3 separate regions of the Mus musculus genome follow, and regions 1 and 3 are each linked to region 2. The links are chromatin contacts, called in public Hi-C maps. All regions are on one chromosome and are shown on one strand. The core of a region is the stretch at or near the end of the contact, and the rest is flanking DNA. Distances in the headings are between cores, read along the strand shown. Region 1 overlaps Gm33444 (a long non-coding RNA gene). Region 2 holds the start of Tmem63c (transmembrane protein 63c). Region 3 overlaps Sptlc2 (serine palmitoyltransferase, long chain base subunit 2).

The links. Hi-C and Micro-C count contacts between places; a contact is called where the count stands out from the background.
Region 1: a Hi-C map of embryonic stem cells shows a contact between it and region 2, with 2.8 times the contacts expected there. The contact joins the enhancer-like site here to the promoter of Tmem63c in region 2. A contact is called at or near these places in 2 of 39 promoter capture datasets (cranial neural crest and stem cell-derived epiblast-like cells) and 2 of 484 Hi-C or Micro-C datasets (the Ba/F3 cell line and embryonic stem cells).
Region 3: a contact with region 2 is called in a Hi-C map of embryonic stem cells, with 2.1 times the contacts expected there. The contact joins the enhancer-like site here to the promoter of Tmem63c in region 2. A contact is called at or near these places in 9 of 39 promoter capture datasets (the C10 cell line, cranial neural crest, embryonic stem cells and 5 more) and 3 of 484 Hi-C or Micro-C datasets (embryonic stem cells and rod photoreceptor).

The regions. Positions count from the first base shown.
Region 1 is chr12:87,407,979-87,411,385 of GRCm38.p6, forward strand. It overlaps Gm33444 (a long non-coding RNA gene), which reads left to right. Exons shown (of 3, transcript XR_381803.4): 2 at 152-389; 3 at 1,029-3,407. Among named protein-coding and RNA genes, the nearest start is that of Sptlc2, 21 kb to the left of the region's middle. Within about 2 kb of position 1,338, at least 144 of the 459 cell types and tissues checked have an H3K27ac peak or open chromatin away from gene starts, as enhancers often do. A contact at or near this core is called in embryonic stem cells, where this site is marked.
Region 2 is chr12:87,024,822-87,028,371 of GRCm38.p6, forward strand. Tmem63c (transmembrane protein 63c) reads left to right here and starts at 1,471. Exons shown (of 24, transcript NM_001361704.1): 1 at 1,471-1,769.
Region 3 is chr12:87,329,374-87,333,045 of GRCm38.p6, forward strand. The region is part of intron 9 of Sptlc2 (serine palmitoyltransferase, long chain base subunit 2); the gene reads right to left. Among named protein-coding and RNA genes, the nearest start is that of Ism2, 32 kb to the left of the region's middle. Within about 2 kb of position 1,803, at least 45 of the 459 cell types and tissues checked have an H3K27ac peak or open chromatin away from gene starts, as enhancers often do. A contact at or near this core is called in embryonic stem cells, hematopoietic stem and progenitor cells and pre-B cells, where this site is marked.

The DNA of each region.
Region 1 (3,407 bases), core at 88-2,587, 380 kb after region 2:
AGGGGCCTCTGCATGTGAAACAGGAGGAGGATAGAGGATGCACATGAGGAAGGAAATCATCAGGGACGCCAGATCTCAGTGCAGCAGGCGTGGTTTCTGGGAACAGAGACTGGCTGGCAACCCTCCCTCCTCCTCCTTTGCATTCTTGTAGATTGACGTCGCAGCCTCTCTGGAGAAAGAGCCACCGCACGGGAAACACTTCAGCCACAGGTTGAGGACCCGCAGTGCACACGCACAAATGCACGGACGCTAAGAGGATCATGCAAGAGGAAGGAACTTGTGCACTTCTGTTGTGCCTTTATTCCACGGAATTGTTACCGATGGATTCGTTTTTATGCTGGAAAGAACAAGGAAGGACAATGTTCCAACTGCTGGACCTGTTAGGGACAGTGAGTGCCTAGCCCTTTACCGGAATGGCCTGTTGACCTTTGTTCTGGAGTTCTGAGCACTTCCTTTGGATGAGAGATCAGGTCAAACACTAGGGTCAACGTTGGGTGTGTAAGAGGGAGGAGGGAAGGGAAGAGGAGTTCCAAATCCTTTGGAAAAAGCTCAGACACCAAAGACAAGATCAGGGCTCGCCTTGGGAGGCGTGGAAGAAAGGACAGGCTTCATGTAAGGAATTCTGTGGAATTACAAAACCAAGAACACTGTGACTTATGAAGAGTTCCATACTTTCTAGTCACTGCTCTGAGCATTGTGGAGGACTATAATCATATCTCTAGGCCACATCCCAAGAGACCATAGTGTTGCCAGAGAGCACCCATCTACCTTGTGAATTATGAGAACACTGGAAGTTACACTGTCACCTTCTCTCCAGCCTCTGTCCTTTCTCCTATTTTATTGGTTCACACCTAAGGCAAAAACTCTTTGCTCTGTTGGATGGCTTTTTGGGATTGTCCCCATTCTGCAGATGAGAAAAATGAGGCATGGGGAAACTAATACAATACCGTTGGCAAATGGATGCAATCAAGCTTCAAATGTGGGCCAGTATAATTGTTTTTTATTTTTTTATTTTATTTTTTTTGCAGTGCTGACATCTTATACCAACCAAGTGCTACCCACTGAGATGCATTCGCAGCGCTGATTTAGAATTCAATCTTAGGTATCACATTGTATTTCCCATGACTATAATTAAATGGAGGACAGCTCATGGAATGCCTGCAAGAATGATAAGTGGTCCTGTTGCTAAAACTTCTTCCCAGAAGGAGAAAGAACATATGCCCCTTCTAAGGCTCCAAAGAAAAACTGGGGAACCAGCAAGTCTATTGTGCTTCAGGGATGACGAGTCACTTACAGGGTGTGGTTGCTGCTCTGGGCAACAGGCTGTACCTGGAAAGGCTTTATCCAGCAAGGATGAGCCCCGCCCCCTATACTCTAGCCCCTCCCAGAAGCTGTGTACAATTAAGGCGTGGTTGCATATAACAAGTGCTAGGGAACAACTGAATACTCAAGATGGGGGCCTTGGTGACCATCCCCAGGCCCCCTGTGTCAACAACCCCAGCTGGGATGGGTGATCCTTGTGCAAAGGGGCACCGGCTGGAGTTTCCCCATGATGGCAGTGGCTCTGCTTAGAGGGCAGTCAGTCACAACAGGTCCAACCAAGAAAAAGGATATCAGTACAAAAACTACTCCAAACAGAGCGAGGTTAATGCCAGGAATTGTTGATAGAAGAGCTGAGAAGTCCACAGGAAGTAGTAAGTCAGGGTGAAACAGCGGGGTGCTACCAGGACCTGAAGTGCAGAGAGCTTAGCCTTTCTGGGATGCAGTAATAAAATAAATAAACACAAATGGAAGGGCTCAGGCACTGGCACTTAACTTGTTTTTTTCTTTTGTTTTTCTTTTTTTGGTTTTTTCGAGACAGGGTTTCTCTGTGTAGCCCTGGCTGTCTTGGAACTCACTTTGTAGACCAGACTGGCCTCGAACTCAGAAACCCGCCTGCCTCTGCTTCCCAAGTGCTGGGATTAAAGGCGTGTGCCATCATGCCCGGCGCACTGGCAACTTCTTACTCACAGCTCTGTAGGCTAGAAACCCAAGACCAAGGGCCTGGTAAGGTTTTATTCTGAAGTCTTCCCTTGGCTTATGGGCAGCTCCATTGCATTTCGTGACTTCTCTCTGTGTGGACCACCACAGAAATCACCAATAAGCTCTCTGCTATCTCTCGTTTTTACATTTAAAAAGACATTTCTTTTACGTTCTGTTTTTTCATGACAGAATACCATGCAGTCCAAGTTGGCCTGGGACTTAATCTATTGAGGGTACTCTTGAACTTCTGTTCCTCCAGCTTTCCACCCCCCACCCCCGCCCCCACCGCTATTGTAGCCTTGGCTGGTCTGGAACTTGTTAGGTAGACCCGGCTGGTCATGAACTTGCAGTGATCCTCCTGCCTCTGCTTCCTGAGTGCTGAGGGCGTTTGTTTTTCCTTGCTTAGCTGACTCTTGCTTCGTAAGCACATGTTCTCAGTCCATCTGGATGTTGCTTGGTATTCAACTGAGTTCAGGGTGCAAGGGTTCCCGGACACTCCCACTTTGATGTGAGAAGGTCTGCCCAGGCCTGAAATGTGTTCAGAAAGAACCTGAGAAGTGATGTGGTCTTTCCATTTACCTCGTTGTGGAGTAAGAGGAAATCTACCCCATGGCTGATTCCAAAGTGTAGTTGTACCATTTACTGTGGGAGTTGAAGTTCAAATACACGCTGGGGTCAGAGGCAGGAGGACTACTGCAAGTTCTGGTCTATATAACAAGTTCTAGGGGGCTGGAGAGATGGATCAGCGGTTAAGAGCTCTGACTGCGCTCTTTCAGAGGTCCTGAGTTCAATTCTCAGCAACCACATGTTTGGCTCACAACCATCTGTAATGGGATCTGATGCCCTCTTCTGGTGTGTCTGAAGACAGCTACAGTGTACTCGTATAAATAATATTTTAGCAAGTCCTAGGTCAACCGAGGCTGCAATAGTGAAGGGGTGGGGCCAGGAGGATGAGGAGGAGTTCAAGGTCATCCTCAGAGATATATCAAGTGGTAGGGGTGGGGTGGGCACGGTGAGGACCTCAGTCCGGGTCAGCAAAGCTGCATCCAGGGAGGGGACCGAGAACTAGAGAGCCTCTGAGCAAAGCTGGTTTTGTGCCAGGCTTGCAATCTCAGGACTTAGAAAACTGAGATACGAGGATTACCATAAGTGTGGGGCCAGCCTAGGTTGTATAGTTCCCAGCCAACCCAGATGACTCAGCAAAACCACGCTTCAAGACAAGCCCCCAACATAATTAAAAAAAGAAAACCTACTGAGCTGCTCCAGGCTGTTGTTGCTACGTGGTGGTGGGGAGGGGCAGGAAGGGGGAGGCACGAGGGGTGGGGGTGTGAAGGGAGGGGAGTGGTTTTGTTGGTTTTAGTTATAAGTCAACCTTTTATGTGAAT
Region 2 (3,550 bases), core at 221-2,720:
GTGTGTGTGATACTCACAGTAATCCCCCTTTCTCTGGCAACCAAGTGCTAGGAGCAAAGGTGTAATCTATCCTGGGGGTTCTTTTTTATTTTTTAATATTTATCTTTAAAACTAACTATTTATTTTTATCTTATGTGCATTTTTATTTTGCCTTCTTGCATGTCTTGTGTTGGATCCCGTCTGAACTGGCATTACAGATGGTTATGAGTTGCCATTTACGTGTATGGGAGTTGAACCCAGGTCCTCTGGAAGAACAGCTAGAGTTCTTAACCACTGAGCAATCCCTCCAGCCCCAGCTCAAGAATCCTTAAACAAGATTCTTATACTTACCTGTTTTGTCTCCATACCCATTACCCCTTATTGAGAAGCCCGATGAGACTGTTAGAGAGACTTAGACCTCAACTAGCCATGTCTTCTTGCAGAGGCAAAACAAAGATGGGATTGAGTTACTGACCACAGTCCAGCAGGACGGCAGCAGAGGCAGGGTTAGAACTCAGATCCCAGCAGCGGTAGAATTAGTGATGGTCAAAGCTTTCCTGCGCCCTCGAGGGGATAAGCAAATGAATGGGCGGAAACACACCAGGTTACACCTCGACAGAGCCTGTCTAGATCGTCTCAGCCTTGAGCTCTCAGGGAGTGGCTGATGGTGGGGAGACAGGAACATGGCATGGGGAGACCTAGCACGGGCTGGCAAGGGTATAAGTGCTACAGGCTATGAAAACGCAGGAAGACATAGATATCTTCTTCCCCCTCCAGTGTCTCCTGGTCCTGTCTCACACGCTTCCTCCATGGTCTTTCATATTGTTAACAGCTCTGACAATATCCCACCATTATAAAACATTATTCAGTAGTGGCTCCATAATAAAATGTTTACTAAATAAGTGTGCCGGAGCCCTGGAGGGAGTTGGGGGCTGTTGCTGCCGAAGCTCTTACTTTGCATTGTGGTCTTGGGGTAAACACATGGCATTCGCCCCCAATTAAAAGCCTGTCTCGAGCCTGGCGTGGTGGTGCACGCCTTTAATCCCAGCACTTGGGAGGCAGAGGCAGGCAGATTTCTGAGTTCGAGGCCAGCCTGGTCTACAAAGTGAATTCCAGGACAGCCAGGGCTATACAGAGAAACCCTGTCTCGAAACCCCCCCCCCCCAAAAAAAAAGCATGGTTGGCAGGTCTTTGGTGAAGCCTGAGACCCACTTGAGGAGTGTGGTCCTGACAGAATGGACCGGACTTATCGCGTTCCTGTGGGCCTCCTGGGTGGGGTTCTGGTCAATTTATAAACCTTTCTTTTGTTGAAGAAGGAGTCAGCACTGAGCCATGCCCGGATATGGTCCTAGGGTGTGGCACAGTGCTACCTTGGTGAGGTTGAATGTGTTTCCTTGCTTCTGACTAGCTGGGCTAGGAGGCCTCAGAGGAGAGTTTGAAGCGTGGGAGAAGGTGGGTGGACAAGGCAGCTGCCAAGGCCCAGAGAACCTCAGTTGTTGCAAACCGCAGCCAGGGAGCGGCAGCCTTGTGCATTCGCGATGGTCATGGTTTCTGATAACTACAGGATTTCCAGGGCAGAGCCTTGGTCCCTGCTTATCTAGCCCGGGTTCCCCCACAGGTCAGAGCAGCGTTGGGCGGGGCCAAGGTTGACTCCTACTGGGAGGAGCCGGGATGCCGCTCCCGCGGTGATGCAGAGGGGAATTTGCTGACAGTCCCTTGCCAGGTGGAGCTGGCTTTACCAGGCCGCTAAAAAGAAGGAGGAGGAGGACCCACCCGCAGTCTCCTCTCAGGTAGAGTGTTGTCTGTCACTGATCCTGGTAGCCCGAGCTCCTCGCCTGGGGTTGGCAGTGGCCGTGAGGGCGCAGATGCGGTGAGCTGCCGGTAGAAGGGATGAGAGAATCCGGGTCTTGGACCAGGGAGGGGGCGGGGAGGGATAGCTTGCTTGAGAGCTTTCGGCGACCTGGGACTGGACTGGAGAGATGGTAGTAAGGGAGACTGCGCCACATGCGGAGCACATTGGCTGTCTCTCGGCATGTACCTAAGGAAGGGTGGGCTAAGACGCCCGCCCACTAGGAAGGGCCTTGGCTTAGGAGACCTGTCTTTACGGGATGCCGGAATGGAGGTGGGCGGGAGGCTTGCCTGGGGTGGGGGTGTCCCTGCCTCTTGTCTGAGTAGGTGGGAGTTCCTCTCAGGGCAGTGCCACCCCCACCCATCTAGGGACTCCCCAGGGCTCTGCTGCCCACGCAATGGGCAGGGCTGGGAGGAGGCGATCTACTTCACCGGTTCCGTGACCACAGCATCAGTGATGGATTGTGTGTGGGTCTGATTCTAAGATGGACAGTCTGAGTTTCAAGGCGGCAGGTTCCTGGGAGCAAAGGACACCACCTTTCTCTCTATATTTTTAAAGTCAGGATCTGCTTCCAATCTCAACTTGAAAGAAACTTTGGGTTTGGTTGAAGATACTGGGGAAACTGAGGTCCAGGGGTGCATTTGACTTGCCAGAAGTCACTTGGTCATTACACAAGCTGGCCTCCCAGGCATAATCTCACCACCAGCCCCCCCCCCCCACACCCTCACCCCCACCCCCGGCTGTGCGAACAGGGGCTAGTCTTGCTCTGTAGCTCCCTGATCCTCTCTGGTGTGGATTCCCACCCAGCATGCCTTTCTCCTCATCCCTGAGGACACAGGGAGTTAACAATTTCAGCAGGCTTGGGGAGCCAGAGTGGTAGACACCTGCAGGGTTCTGGCATCGGTCAGGAGGAAACTGCTAAGAACTGCTGGGTAGAAGGGGTGATGGGTCAGTTCTGTGGGTTCAGGAAAATAATGAGAGGTGGCTTTTAGTAGCGGAGGAAGTTTCTCGGTGTCTGTGCCATGTGGCAGCCTTGCTGGAGGCCCAGGGAAAGTCCCTAGGGGACCGGATGGTGTTGAAGGATGAACTTCAAGAGGCTGTGGCACTTGTTCCCAGATGGGTGATGGGGTCATCTGTGGGGATACAGTCTCAGCTTTCCTTCCTATTCTTGTCCTCTCTGATCAGTGTGCCCCCCCCTCCCCCAAGAAGACTCCATTTAATCTGCTGCCCTCCTAGTTGATTGTCTCAAGCCATCTTGTCCTCCCTTTCCCTGGGGCAAAATGTCTTTTTCTTGTGGTTAACTGAGGCAGGGAGCAAGCATTGGTATGTTAGAGCCAGAATTAGCTATTAGGCTTGTGCGCAGAGACACAGTGGGAGCAATGGGCTGTCCCGTTTCTCCCACCTGCACCCCTCAGGACAGGCTGAAGAGCGTTTATTCTCTGCTTTTCCTTCTCCCCTACTGCCCTGGCCCTGGGAGGTGAGGGTGTGAATGTCCCCTGACAGGTAGGGCTGATATGAGCAGATCCTACAGGTTCACTCCTCTTTCAAGGGATCTCTGCTAGTTACTTGGTAAGGAAGTAGCTTGAGGGAGGAGGTGGAGATCACATGATCACCTTGCCACCATGTCCCCACAGAGGTACACTGTCTTGGACAGTCAGATGTCTGTCCTGCCAATGGAACTGTAAGAGTAGCTATGAACATGAACATAGCTGTGAACTGTAC
Region 3 (3,672 bases), core at 553-3,052, 300 kb after region 2:
GAGCACCCTTACCCTGATAGTTCCTCTCCACACTTGAATCCTGCTCTTTAACAACAAACTCCCGTATTTCCTGGTTGGAGTCACAACTGAACTCAATTAATCGCTCGTACCTAAGGCTCACTGTAGCAGTGGTCTCTGCACCGATGAAGTCTCTCTTGCTTTACTGTAGTAAAGAAGCGTCACGGAGTTGGAGGTGGAGCTCAGGGGCAGGGAGCTGGTTTACTATGTGCAAAGCCTGGGTTCACTGCCCATCGGTACAAAAAAAAATTTTTTTTTAAAGTAAAAGCATCCTTGATAAAGTTTCTTCTTTAACATTTAATACGGTGGAAGTAGATGACAGGAGCATACAGATCAAACGTTTAGAGAATGAGAAAAATCACAGGAAACAATTAATACAGATTCAACCCTTAGGCATATTCTCATTTCTGGTTATTAAGCTGTCAGAAGATAACTGGTCTCAGTATCTCGTTACTGGCATATACAAAGTAGTTGTGCAACAACAGATTCATAAAGATGAAGGACTCCTGTGACCAACTCTTCTGGGAGAAAAGAAGCAATGCCAGTCAATCATGTGGTGGTGTGCAAAGTCAGGTATGTTCTTCACCACAGACAAGGCCACATCGGTCACAAACCCAAAACGATGAGTAGAAAGCGAAACTGTGTGTTAGCTCAAATAAATGAACACAAAACTGTAGAGAAAAAAATCTGACTATAAGATAAAGCTTCCAAATAATTAAAATAGAGCTAAGGAAATTTACCTGCTTTAACCTTTGAATATTTAAGAGCTTAGCCTCCCCACAGCATGCAACCACATTTCCAAATGAGGGGCCTCTGGTTCAGGGCTCCATGCCTACCCCAGGGGAACCCAAGTGCCTTCTTTAGGTTTTCTACTAAGAACAAAGTTCCATTTTATGGCCAAGTGTACTTCTGTTCAAAAACTAGCTTAAAGTCTGATGCTTGTGGGCATCTTAATAGCCAGTTTCAAACTGACTGAAAGAAGAAACAAAAATGAGTTTCCTACTATAAAAAACTTATTTGCATTTGGATTTTAAAAAGGAGATGAGAGTGGAAGAAGGAAAAGCTCTTGGTGAACCGGTTGCTGAGTCAGGGAGAGGAAGTAGGCGGTCAAATCCCCACCCCCACCCTGTCATCTGTCATGCTGAGTATTCACTAGAAAAATTGGGTGTTTTGTGGAAAATTAGCTGAACAGAATAAGAAAATTAGAAATAGGTCATAAAACAGTTTGCTTTAATAAAACATTAAATATGGCCCGAAGTAGAAGCAGATGGACTAAAAAACCACATCCTATTTGGAACAAGGTACAGAGAGGACTTGGCCCACATGTGGGCTCAAATTTCCTCACCTGTAAAGCAGTCTTAATGCTTATTGATTTTAAAAAGTTAAAGCCGTTGGCTAAAAGGCCTTTGTGTTAGACAATGAAGGAGTTTTTTTCCTTTAATTTTTGGTAAGCGATAAAAGACTCCACGGGGGCGGGGGCGACTCACTTAAAGTTTGCTTAAGCAGGTTAGATCTTTGCTTCAAATAATTTACACATTAAGTTTCATAGAGGACATGGTGTGTAAGGCAGAGAAGGCAGAGAGAAGGGCGCAGAGAATTAAGAAAGGAGCAAGGTGAACCAAGGAGAAAGTTTCTTGTCGAGACTAGTTCTTCCCAGGCATCTCACGGAGCCACTCAAAGGCTGTTTTCAAAGGCACAGAGCACATCTTGTTCAACTCCAGCACAGAGCTGGTCCCTGATAAATGCTGACACAAACATGTCTTGACAGCAGTGCTCTAGGCACTAAGGCACAGGACAGGGGGTCTGGCCTAGAGCTCAGCACTGGAGTAACTGCTCAAATGTGCAAGGTAGGGATGAAACCATTCACCAGAAAATTCGCTCTGCCTCTCTCCTCTTCTAATCGCTGGGCTTGGCTCATTGCCTCCTCTCCCCCACTGATCTGGATAGGTTTCTAAACAATCTTCATTAAAACACAGTAATAAAGGACAAAGCAGGAAGCAATCGCTCCTGGGCTCGGAAGGCAGTGCTAAGGTGGGTCAAACGTCCTGAGTAGCATGCAGTTCTCTACAAGATCATACAGATGCTTCTTCAAAGACAGCACTTGCCATCTCCTAAATTAGTTGCTGGATCATTTAACACCTCATTAGCAAGTCTATTGCTGGGTTAATTCAAACAGGCCAAACCTGAGTTTAATTAAACTTCAGCCTACCCAAGTTCTACAGCAGTAACAGAATTTACCTAGGTTCTTTAGAAGCCAAGTGCAGTGAAGTTTTCCATATGGAAGTGCGTTGTGCAGTCCCTGTAAAAGCCACCTGTTAAATGCATGTATCCAACTCACTTTGTCTTTGATGTGGCCATGGTGGTAGCATCCAACTACACGTGAAAAACACTGTACACAAAGCACTAAATTATTTTACATCCAATTGCAGTTCTGGAATTTTTTTAAACATCTTAGTTGATTTTTATGGATATTTTGATTCATTAAAAAGGTCTTGGATCTAAAATCCACTACAGAATGTGGTCAGTGATGCATGAAGGACAAGCTAGCTCTCCGGATTTGGTGGGCTTTTCAGAACTTCCCCGGACTCTTCTACTCACCTGCTCTTACTTGATATTGACAGTGAAAGAGAGCCAACAATGACAGTAATTCTAGGGGACACGGGAAGGCTGGCCAGGAGGAAGGAAACGGAGCAGTAAAGGCGAGCAGAACTGTAGCTCCTCCTCCCTGGCTGGCTGCAGCTTTCTGAGCAGCACTCTTCTCCTAACAGCAGCACAGACCATCTCACTTTGAATCTCATTTTAAGCAGGATTTAATATGCTTAATGAATTATTTTAAAGCTCTATTAAAAAACCAATATAGGAACATGCAACTTTAATAGAAATAAAAATGCTCCCTCCCCAGCCTCCTACTCCCAGGAAGCAGTGCTGGGTTTTGTCTGCCTTTCCTGGTTTTAAGCTCCACAATGTTAAACCTCTTTGTCTTGTTCCATCATTCCTCAGTGGAGTCTGGGAACGGTGTCCTAGAACATAGTCCTTCTAGAGCATGTTTTCTCCGTGAATCACCACCAATTTGCATAACTTTACATTTCTTCTTTTGGCTAGACACTTTCATAAATTTAAAAACATAAATGTTAAATTTTCTTTATAAATTTATAGTAGACTGTCGATTTTTTTTTATTAAGTACAGTAACAGTAGTGGGAGAGTATATTGAAGCCCTAGGGAATTTAAAGTTGTTTTGTTTAGCTTCACTCCATGGCCCCGGCTGGCCTTGACCTCACTAGGTTGACCAGGCTGGCCTCAAACCTTCAGCAATCATCGTGCCTTAGCTTGCCAAGTCTTGGGCTCACTGGCACCTGCTAGTATGCTTGGCTGGGGCAAGAATGTAGAAGCCTGTAAAGATGTCTGCCAACCTCACTGAAAGGTATCCAAGCTAACCTTACAAACACAGAGCAGAGACACACATACACAGGTCGCTCTGTGGTTCTAGTGACAGCTCAAAACAGTAATAACCTAAACATCCACTAACAGAAGGAACAAAAGGCTGCCCGAATACGCTGGAATGCTGTAAAACTGCAAACAAGTGACTGAGAAAATCACCCCCAACATGGGACTCATAATGAGAAAAACACAGCAAACTGTATTAAGATACATAC